Regions from separate parts of the Zea mays genome. Here region 2 is linked to region 1. Evidence: chromatin contacts called from public Hi-C data. All regions are on one chromosome and are shown on one strand. Each heading gives the region's core, a stretch centred on a gene start, on an enhancer-like site or on the middle of the called end of the contact. The rest is flanking DNA. Distances are from core to core; before and after follow the strand shown.

What was found. A called contact is a pair of places that touch in the nucleus more often than the background predicts.
Region 2: a contact with region 1 is called in a Hi-C map of endosperm, with 4 times the contacts expected there. The contact joins the enhancer-like site here to the promoter of LOC100283939 in region 1. A contact is called at or near these places in 10 of 25 Hi-C or Micro-C datasets (bundle sheath, ear, endosperm and 4 more).

What each region holds. Positions count from the first base shown.
Region 1 is chr1:15,088,981-15,093,420 of Zm-B73-REFERENCE-NAM-5.0, forward strand. LOC100283939 (homeobox-leucine zipper protein HAT7) reads right to left here and starts at 2,075. Exons shown (of 3, transcript NM_001366607.1): 1 at 1,769-2,075; 2 at 1,261-1,664; 3 at 1-110. The coding sequence starts at 1,988.
Region 2 is chr1:15,133,126-15,137,794 of Zm-B73-REFERENCE-NAM-5.0, forward strand. No RefSeq gene overlaps it. Among protein-coding and RNA genes, the nearest start is that of LOC100283939, 44 kb to the left of the region's middle. Within about 2 kb of position 1,921, at least 20 of the 20 cell types and tissues checked have an H3K27ac peak or open chromatin away from gene starts, as enhancers often do. A contact at or near this core is called in bundle sheath, ear, endosperm and 3 more, where this site is marked.

The DNA of each region.
Region 1 (4,440 bases), core at 825-3,324:
TTGATCTCGGAGCTGTTCTCGCTGCGGTTGCTGCAGGACGCCTCCGTCTCCTTGTTGAGGTTGATCAGCTCCGACGAGCCCCCTGCCTCCCTGCCCTTCAGAGACAGTATCTGCATCGGAACCGATCAGTTTTTGGCTGTAAGCGTAAATGCACACAATGCGGCATATTATATCAATGGGGCATTGTCTGTGTTGATGTCAATCGAGTTCCGGAGAGATGATCGTCTAATCAGTGAGCACTGGTTCACTGCAGCTAGCCTAGCTAGCAGCTACTAGCTGCTAGTACAGGCTTGATGCGAGATTCATGGTACTGCTGCACGGCATGGCATGGTCCCAAGTCCCAGCTTGAGTATCGTAGCGTCGGGTAGAAAAAAAAAACAAAACAATGAGTACTGAAGGAAGCAGTACATTTGCAAGCACTCGGATCCCAATCATACGAGTACTGGCTGTGGCAAAAGCTGTGCAACGTACGTAGTACAATGCGCACGTCATTTGCAGTGCAAATCCGACGAGAAAAGCTAAAAGCTAAGGCGCACAGAAAGTGTGTAGTATGGTCTGTGACGAGGCACAGAGACGAGACGAGAGGACCGGGATCTGAACGGGCATGATGAAGCCATTGACTGCGCCAGCAGCAGCATCTTCCTCGTTCAAGACTCGACGCAGGTCACTCAGCTCTGCCTGCATATTCTGCTGCTGACCTTTCCAAAAGCTCTCTCTCTCTCTCTCTCTCTCTCTCTCTCTCTCTCTCTGCCTTTGCAGTTGCTCCAGCAGCAAGATTCCACAAAGGCAGGCAGGGCAGGGCAGGGCCTGGCCAGGCGGTGGTAGTATAGTACGTGTACGCGCGCAGGCAAATGAGTCAAGGCAGGTGAAAAAGGCAGCGGCGCCCAGGGCCGGGAGGGCCACGCATCCAACAACCTTTTCTGCTGCGTGCACTGAAACCCACATGGATCCCAGCTGAGCTGTGCTGTGCGGCTAAGCTGCTGAGCCGCCACCCACCAATCATTGAGCTGGGAAGCCAGCCATGGACGACCGACCCACGCCCACGCCCAGATCAACATCGCGATGCGGATGCGGATCACAGTTCGCGCACGCAGGGGCGACGCACCCGGCAAGCGCACGCAGCTAGCCTAGATCCGGGACGGCCGCGAGTGGCTACCCGGCGCCGGCGAGGATCGGAGGACGCCGCGCCAGAGATCGAGACGATCGAGCACGAGAGATGATCGGATCGGATCGCATGCGTGTACGCTATCACACACAGACCTCGGCTTGGAGCTTCTTGTTGTGGGAGAGGAGGGCGTCGTTGTCGGCCTTGACGGCGTCCAGCTGGCGCTTCAGCGCGTCGTAGTCCTTCTCCAGCTGCTTCGTCTTCCACCGCGCCCGCCGGTTCTGGAACCAGATGGCCACCTGCCGCGGCTGCAGGCCCAGCGCGCGCGCCAGCTGCAGCTTGCGCTCGGGCTCCAGCTTGTTCCCGAGCTCGAAGTTCTTCTCCAGCGTCCGCACCTGCTCCACGTTCAGCCGCCGCTTCTTCTCCCCGCCGGCCTGGGACCCGTCGTCCGACAGCTCGTCCTCGTTCACGCCGCCGCAGCCGTTCACCTCCTCGCCTCCGACGACCTGCACGTCCGCCCCGTACATCGGACGCTTCCCCAGCATTATTGGCGCCATACCTGCATCAACCAACGACCAAGGGCCAGCGCAGGAGCGCATGTCAGCACCAGCGGATAATATGCATCAACCAACCGAGTGATGATTCCATCGATCTGCGCGTGACCTCTGAAGTCCTGGAGCGAGGGGCATTGAGAAGAGGGGAGGAAGGGGTTGTGGTGAGGATGAAGGGGAGGAGCAGCGAGGTGGTGCTTGTGGTGGTGGTGGTGGTGATGCTGTTCTTGATGCTCATGATCGGAGGGTGTCTGCTGCATTTGGAGGAGGAAGTTTGGAGGGAAGAAGGGCGAGGGTGCGGACGCCATGCCATTGCTGGCCATTGGCCTCATCAAACGAGGAGGGCAAGCCGCATGGGCAGTATTTGAGAGAGAGAGAGAGAGAGAGAGCTAGCACTGGGGGAAATAGAGAGTGGCAAGGAAATGCAATGCAACTATAGCACTGGTGGTGGTTGTTATAAAAAGAAAATAAAATCGAGATTATATATATATATATATTAAATAAAATCAAAATAAATACTAGCGTCCCTTACGACGTCATTATATTCACATCGGCTATAGAAAATGATACAAAGTTAACTATAAATTTACAATAACAAAATTACTTTCCATGTTTAAAATCATAGTTTTTTTTATCTTATTCTAGATCAAACTACCAAGTTTATAAAAAAACGTGTCAGCATCAAATTAGTAAAGGCCCTGTTTAGAAGCTTGTTATTTTTTAAGTTTTAAAGCATACTATGGTATTTGATGATACCATGCTCCTGAAAGCCAAAAGATGTTTGGTTGTTACTGATAAAACAGTTTCAAATACTATAGTCAACCTAAAACTACAGAGCACACCATGAGGTTTTGAAAAACTGCTTCAGCAATGCTTTATTTTACAAAAAATTATCAAAGAAATATAGAGCACACTACAAAAGTGACCAAAATACATCACACCCTAGATCAATAGTACTCTATCCTTGTTTTAGCATTATTAATATTTTCTTTCCTGATAATGTAATTTAATTATTAAAATACATGATGTAGGGCTTAACTCTTGGGTCACAATTTGGTTTTAGTGCCTTAAACAATTTAAATAATATAATATTGTAATTTTAGACACTATTTTAAGGCATCTTGTTGAAGATGCTCTAACTACTGATGTATAGAGTAGAACGTGGCTTCCCAACAGGATGAGGGGGGTTGTGCTCATTGTAATGTTGTGTTGCCCTCGTCCCAAACAGTACTCAGTATTTTGTAAAATCGTGGGTTTATTACTGTAGTTTTTTTAAAACCCTAGTTTTTGTCATGTTTAAATGTAAACATAGTATTTCAAACCGTAGTGACCGAAAACTTTGCAGGAGAAATAACATATGTTTTCAAGCAATTCGTAGAACAACGTCGGTTTCACCAAATTAATTCGAAAAACAACATTCCATCTATATTTTTCATTATTTTATAGCTTACACCACATATAGATAGACCAAATTACCCCTATTTATTTCACAACCCATTTTTATCTCTTCTATCCATAAGAAAAACATAAATAGATAAATCATACAAGCTCTATTTTTATAGTGTTAAACATATAAATATGCACATATATTTTTTTTACAAAGGAAGAAGTTTAGATTTAACTGTTGAACTTCAAACCTAGGCATCTTCGACATCGAGCTATTAAAATTTAGACAAACTTTTCACCAAAAGGTCTTCGAATGTACTTCCTCTGTTCCTTTTTATTTGACGTGGTTGTTGATTTTTCAAAAACTTCAATCGTTTGTCTTATTAAAAATATGTTCTATAAAAATTACTTCCACCATCCGAGAATATAATTTTGAAGTTCAATTGTTAAATATAAACCTCCTTCTTTACCTAACAGTGGCGGACCCAGGATTTGAATCTAGGGTAGTCAAGGATAAAAAAGTTGACATGTAATATCGTATATAATTCGGTACCGCATATATCTAATTTCTATATGGTTGATACCTGATTAGAAAATAACAAAAATGTCATATGTGTTTATTTGGACCAAATTCTAGGGTAGTCGAAGGCCTATCCAAAACATTCCTAGTCCGCAACGGTTATAAAACATATGTGTTTATTTGTATGTTTAACACTATTCTTAATAATATAAAAATATTGCTTATATATTTGTATGCATTTATGTTGTTCTTATGGACTGAATAGATAAAAAATAAGGCTAGGAAATGATAGGAGCAATTTGGTCCCTTTTCTTGTGAGCTGAGAAATTAAAGAATGAAAAAATATAGATGGAGTGTTGTTCTTTGAATCCATTCGATGAAACTGATGGTGTTCGTTGAATTGATTGAAAATGAGTGCTATTTTCTGAACACTATCTCAAAGTCACTATCGGAATTTGGCTCTTTGCCGAGTGTTTTTTGTCGGACATTCGGCAAAGGGCTCTTTGCCGAGTGCCACGCAAAAAACTCTCGGTAAAAGAAAACACTCGGCGAAAAAGTTCTTTGTCGAGTGTTACAAATACAACACTCGGCAAAGAACTCTTTGTCGAGTGTTTTTTTTCCAACACTAGGCAAAGACAATTTCAAAATCGCATTTTAAAGCAGTAAATTAATTCAAATGAAAAGGTTTTCAACTATAAATTTGTATAACTCATCATGAAGTACAATTTATATATTGAACATTTATTCATATGACAAAATAAAAATAAATTTGTTCATAAAACCTATATCTCTCTCGTAGTTTATAAAACTACGATACGAGAGAGATGTATAGAATTTGTGCATATTGTTGTAACCGTCATGTGAGATGAACAAATGAC
Region 2 (4,669 bases), core at 671-3,170, 44 kb after region 1:
ATTTTTAAAAAAAAATGTTTTGATATTTTTTTATTTTTTTTATTATTAATTTGCTGAGTGCTTTTCGACACTCGACAAATTTTTTTGCCGGTAGTGAGTAATACGTAGTGCAGTTTTATGGATTCCTCCAAAACTTTGATGCCAAACACGTCTCTAAGTGAAGCTGGCTAAAGGACAAATAAGGGACTAACATCATAAAGGCTAACCCCTCAAAATCACTAGGATCCTAGATTCTATTGTACCTTTGTCTTCTTTGTGTACAACCTACGTACATTTGTTGATGCAACTTTTGTTACCTTTCCGATGTCCTTTACATCGCTTTATCGTCCTTACCGAATGATCCTCTACCCAAACAGCGCCAACGTGTACAGTACCAACGGTTAGCTGAAAGAATAGAATGATGAAGGATGGTTGGCACTAGGAAAACGCAAAAAAAAAAAAAAAAAAAAACGGCCCAATGCATGTTGCACAAGACGTGTCAACATGTTGACAAGAATGTAATAATTACAAGTGTTTTCATCGGAGAAAGTTGCATTGATGATGGCCCAATGACAGTGTACGCATGATTCCAACTTGATGGAGAAATGAGTAGCGCGTATCTCGCTCCATCATACTATCATAGTAGGCGGCAGCAGCGCATGCATGTTATGCGTGCTCTACGCGCATAATGAGGGAACTGTAAAGTAAAGTAGCAAGAGAGGTGTTTGGAAAGCCAGGTGCATGCAAATCCTTGGGAAAAATAATGGATCCTGGGCGCCATCTCTGTCCAGCTGAACCCTTTTCGTATACTAGATGCATGCTGCATAGGCATTAATTGGGAAAGCCAGCCAGCCAGGGCGCCATTGTATTCAAGTCCAATTTTGGTCCATCCAACGGTCCAACCGTTCGGCCATTCGAAGTTCGGATGTCAATTTTCTTCTTTTATACGTGCAGTTTGACGTGACATAGTTTCATAAAGTGCCTGATTAGTGATAATAAGTGAATCAAAAGAGCTCCTTGCTCTCCTCAAAGAAATTTCTTCGGGAAAAAAAAAAGGGAACGCGACCCTCCGTCGGTCCGTCCTGACTCCAGCCTGGGGTCCTGGCCGATCCACATGTTTGTCTGTTTGGCGCGCGGCGCGCCGCACATTACACGTACACGCATTTGGTACAGCTAACCGTGAGCAGCGCGCAGCAATAGGAGGTACGTACGGGGGCTCCGAACCGTTCCAAATTGTAAAGTTTTTTTTTTATTTTTTTAGAGAAATAAAATATCTCAAATTTAACAGAAGTACATGAAAAGGCACAAAGTTTTACAACATCAAATTGGTACAGTGTGCGGCGGGCGGGAGGGAACATATATGTGCAGTGCAGTGACACTAGCTAGGCAGTGCAGGCCACGCCGACAGATGGGTACACTGATGGATGGGTGCGCACTCATGCATCTTACCCATACTCGATCCCATGCATATGGATGATGCTGTCTGGATTGTGGCTTGCGTTAGCGGCTCCTCCAGGACTCCAGGCCATCATCCCTGATCTCCCACGCGACCACGCGTTAATAAATTTCGGGCAGCGATTGACATGTACGCCGCCGTGCACCGCGCATGTGGATGCTTGCGGCCCTCAGATCGGATCCGGTCCAGTCCAGGCGATCCGTGCACGACGTAGCCCGGCCGGCCCCCTCGCGTGGGGCTCGTGTGCCGGCAGCCGTTGCCCTGTGACGACGACCGGGCGTCGATGATGCGGTCGCGTCGGTTACAGCTTTACAATGGCATGCATGAGGTTCCAGAGAGCAGTAAACGCCAAGAGAAGAGCGAGAGAAGACCGGATCGACGACGCGATCGCAACAGGCCGGGACGCTGAGCTACTGAGCATGGGATGGAACGGATGCACACGATATATGATGCAGCGAGACGTGCAGCGTACATGGCTCATGGGCGCGGGCCCACCGTCCCGGGGTGGTGCTCCCTGCTACTGCGAACCGGCCGGGTGGCCCTCTGCCGCTGGTTGGCCTGGCGTGCGTCCGCGCGAGGCCAGCGGCACATGGCCATGTTAGTTAGGAGAGGAGGGGCGCTGGTGGTGGCCTTGTGGTTGTGGGAGATCCCATGCGTGTCGCTGCGCGTCGTCGTATCCGATCCACCTGCACGTACCGTGCGTGTGCGCTGGCTGCGTTCCGTTGGATTGGACCTGAGCACCAGACCCCTTCTAGCTATTTACGACTCTCTCTAGAGCTAGTCGCTCCAGTCCCCCCTCCCTGCACGGCTAGCACTACCCATGCCATGAGTCATGACGAACCTCACTCTAAGTAGTCCGTGGATCGTCACTCGATGGATGGATGGATGGATGATCCTCTCACGAATGGGATCTGTGCGCTGTACATATTTCCTGCTGGTTAGTAGGAACAAGCCGTTTGGAACCTTCTTTCTCCGCGAGCCCGGCCCAACCCCTCACGTGCCACTGCCACCCACATCGATCTCGATCGTCTTCGCCTCCACTGCCTGCGCATACGTTTCTTCTATGCCATCCACACATCCACTTGCGCCCGCCCCTGCGCCGACGGCTAATTCGCCCACGGCACCACCTGAGCCTGCGGTTGTTAACTAAGCATTGCTCCTAATTAAACTACTGCTAGTTGGCCCTGGAATGAACGGGGAACGTGCTGCCAGTGCTACCGCCCCGCCGGCTAGCTAGCGTCCTTGGTGGCAAACGCTGGGGCAGAAGAGAATGTCCCAGCGGGGCTAATTAATAAACAGAACATCCGCTGCATGCCGTCGTGTTTTAGATTATTATTATTGCTGCTAGTGCTAGACGCAGAGCCAGAGTAGAGTTCCCACGACCGCAGTTTCGGTATCGCCGTTTCATTTGGGCCTCAGGCAGGCCCATTGGTCTGGTTTCATTCGGCCTCAGGCCGCCCATCCAATCCAACGGTCCTCTGGCTAGTTGTCGTGCTGCTTGTGCAAAGCTGTGGCCTAACAATTTTCCGCCGTTGCCCCTGTTTGAATTTCAACAAACATTACACGGTGCAAAAGACAAAATCCAAACGACAAATCATTGTGGTACAAACAACACAACAGATCCAGATTACGTTTCAACCGCAATTCCGCAAACACTTGCATTGGCTGACGAGTTGTGAGGGACGGTGACGTGGGCTAGCTAGTAGGTGCTTTGGGGGCCCCGAAAATCGCGGCAAAACTTTTGTTCTTCTTTACCCGTCTAGCGTCAGACGAGCCAGGCAGAGGCCGAATCGGCCGAGCAGCGCCCCAACACGTCGTCGGGGTCTCGGCGACGTACTCAGCGCTTTTCCGAGAAATGCATGGCACCAGCCCTGCATCCCCATGCTGGTCGTTGCCGTTCTTCTTCCCTGTCGCTGCAGCCGGATTTTAGGACAGTCAGAAACGGGCGATGTTTAATCATATCGCCACGGATGAGATTTGGTTCTTCCTCTTTGCACTGAACCTGGAACGGAAAAAGAAAAAAAGAAAAAACTGTTGTTCAGACCAAATTTTATGAAAACCATAGTGTTTCGACGGCCCAATTATTCCCAGATGGGCTGTGCACATATCATAGTTTCCTACTTTGTGTGTGAGTGAATAACCTAAGCTGGTTCTCCTTCTAAATAGTTTTAATTTCGTCTTAGGTTCCCTATCTCTTAAAAAGATCATAATTGTAGGATTCCAAGGTGTGAAATCCATCTGGTTTCGAGGTACAAAAGATAAGAGTAATCAGAGTAGAAAAGTAAAAGGTGAGACATGATCAAGATAAGGTAAGTATGGAATGAATCATAGTAAGGTAAGTAGGTAAGAGTTTGTCCATTTCTATCTAGGTTTCGTCCTACAGTCAACATTTCCTCTGATACCACTTCTGTCACACCCGGCTTTAAGGAATAAAGCCAGGTGCATCTCATACATGCGCCAAGAAGACAGCATATATAATAACAGAGTGTATAGAGATAAATGTCACAAAACATCAGAGTATTATTGTTAGGATTTATGGGCTTGGCCCAATTAAGAAATTCAAATAAATCCCAGAAAAGCTCAAAAGCCCATACAAGAGGATGGCTAGAGGATAGGTGGAACCATTAGCACCATATTGCTAGCTCCAGTGGAGTAGAGCTAGCTTAAATATGGAAGCCACACTCACTCACCAAGTCATGGATGAGAGGAAAGAATGTGGAGAGCCACACGCGCGCGCGCGCTCGCTCGCCTGGCCTGGCCTGGGCGGGGCGAAGGACGCACGACATGCGCGTGAATGGTCCGCCGAAATCCGGTCCCTCGCCTTGCGGGGGCGCGACTACCTTTTGCCGTTCGATTTTTTGGTTTCTTGACTGTTACGTCTATGCTAACCGATCGCTATAAAATCTCAACTGATTGCGAGATTTTCGTGGGCGGATAAGACCAGGGGTCGCGGACTCGGCCCTATAAAAGGAGCCCGGCAGCCAGCCTCCAAATCATCCCAATTCGCTTTCGCCTCTCTTCACAGCTGAGCCGCCTTCTAGTTCTCTTCATCCCAATCGTAGAGGTGCATCTGCGATTAGGAGAGCAGGTCTCCGGAACCCTTCGTCTTCTAGATCCTGCACCAGGAGAGGCCGAATAAGGTTTTTGGGAAGCGTCTTCACGCGACTGCTCGTGATCTGACTGACCTCGTCGACCCTACTAATTTCGCTACTTCGACGTCGTCGACCCTGCTGA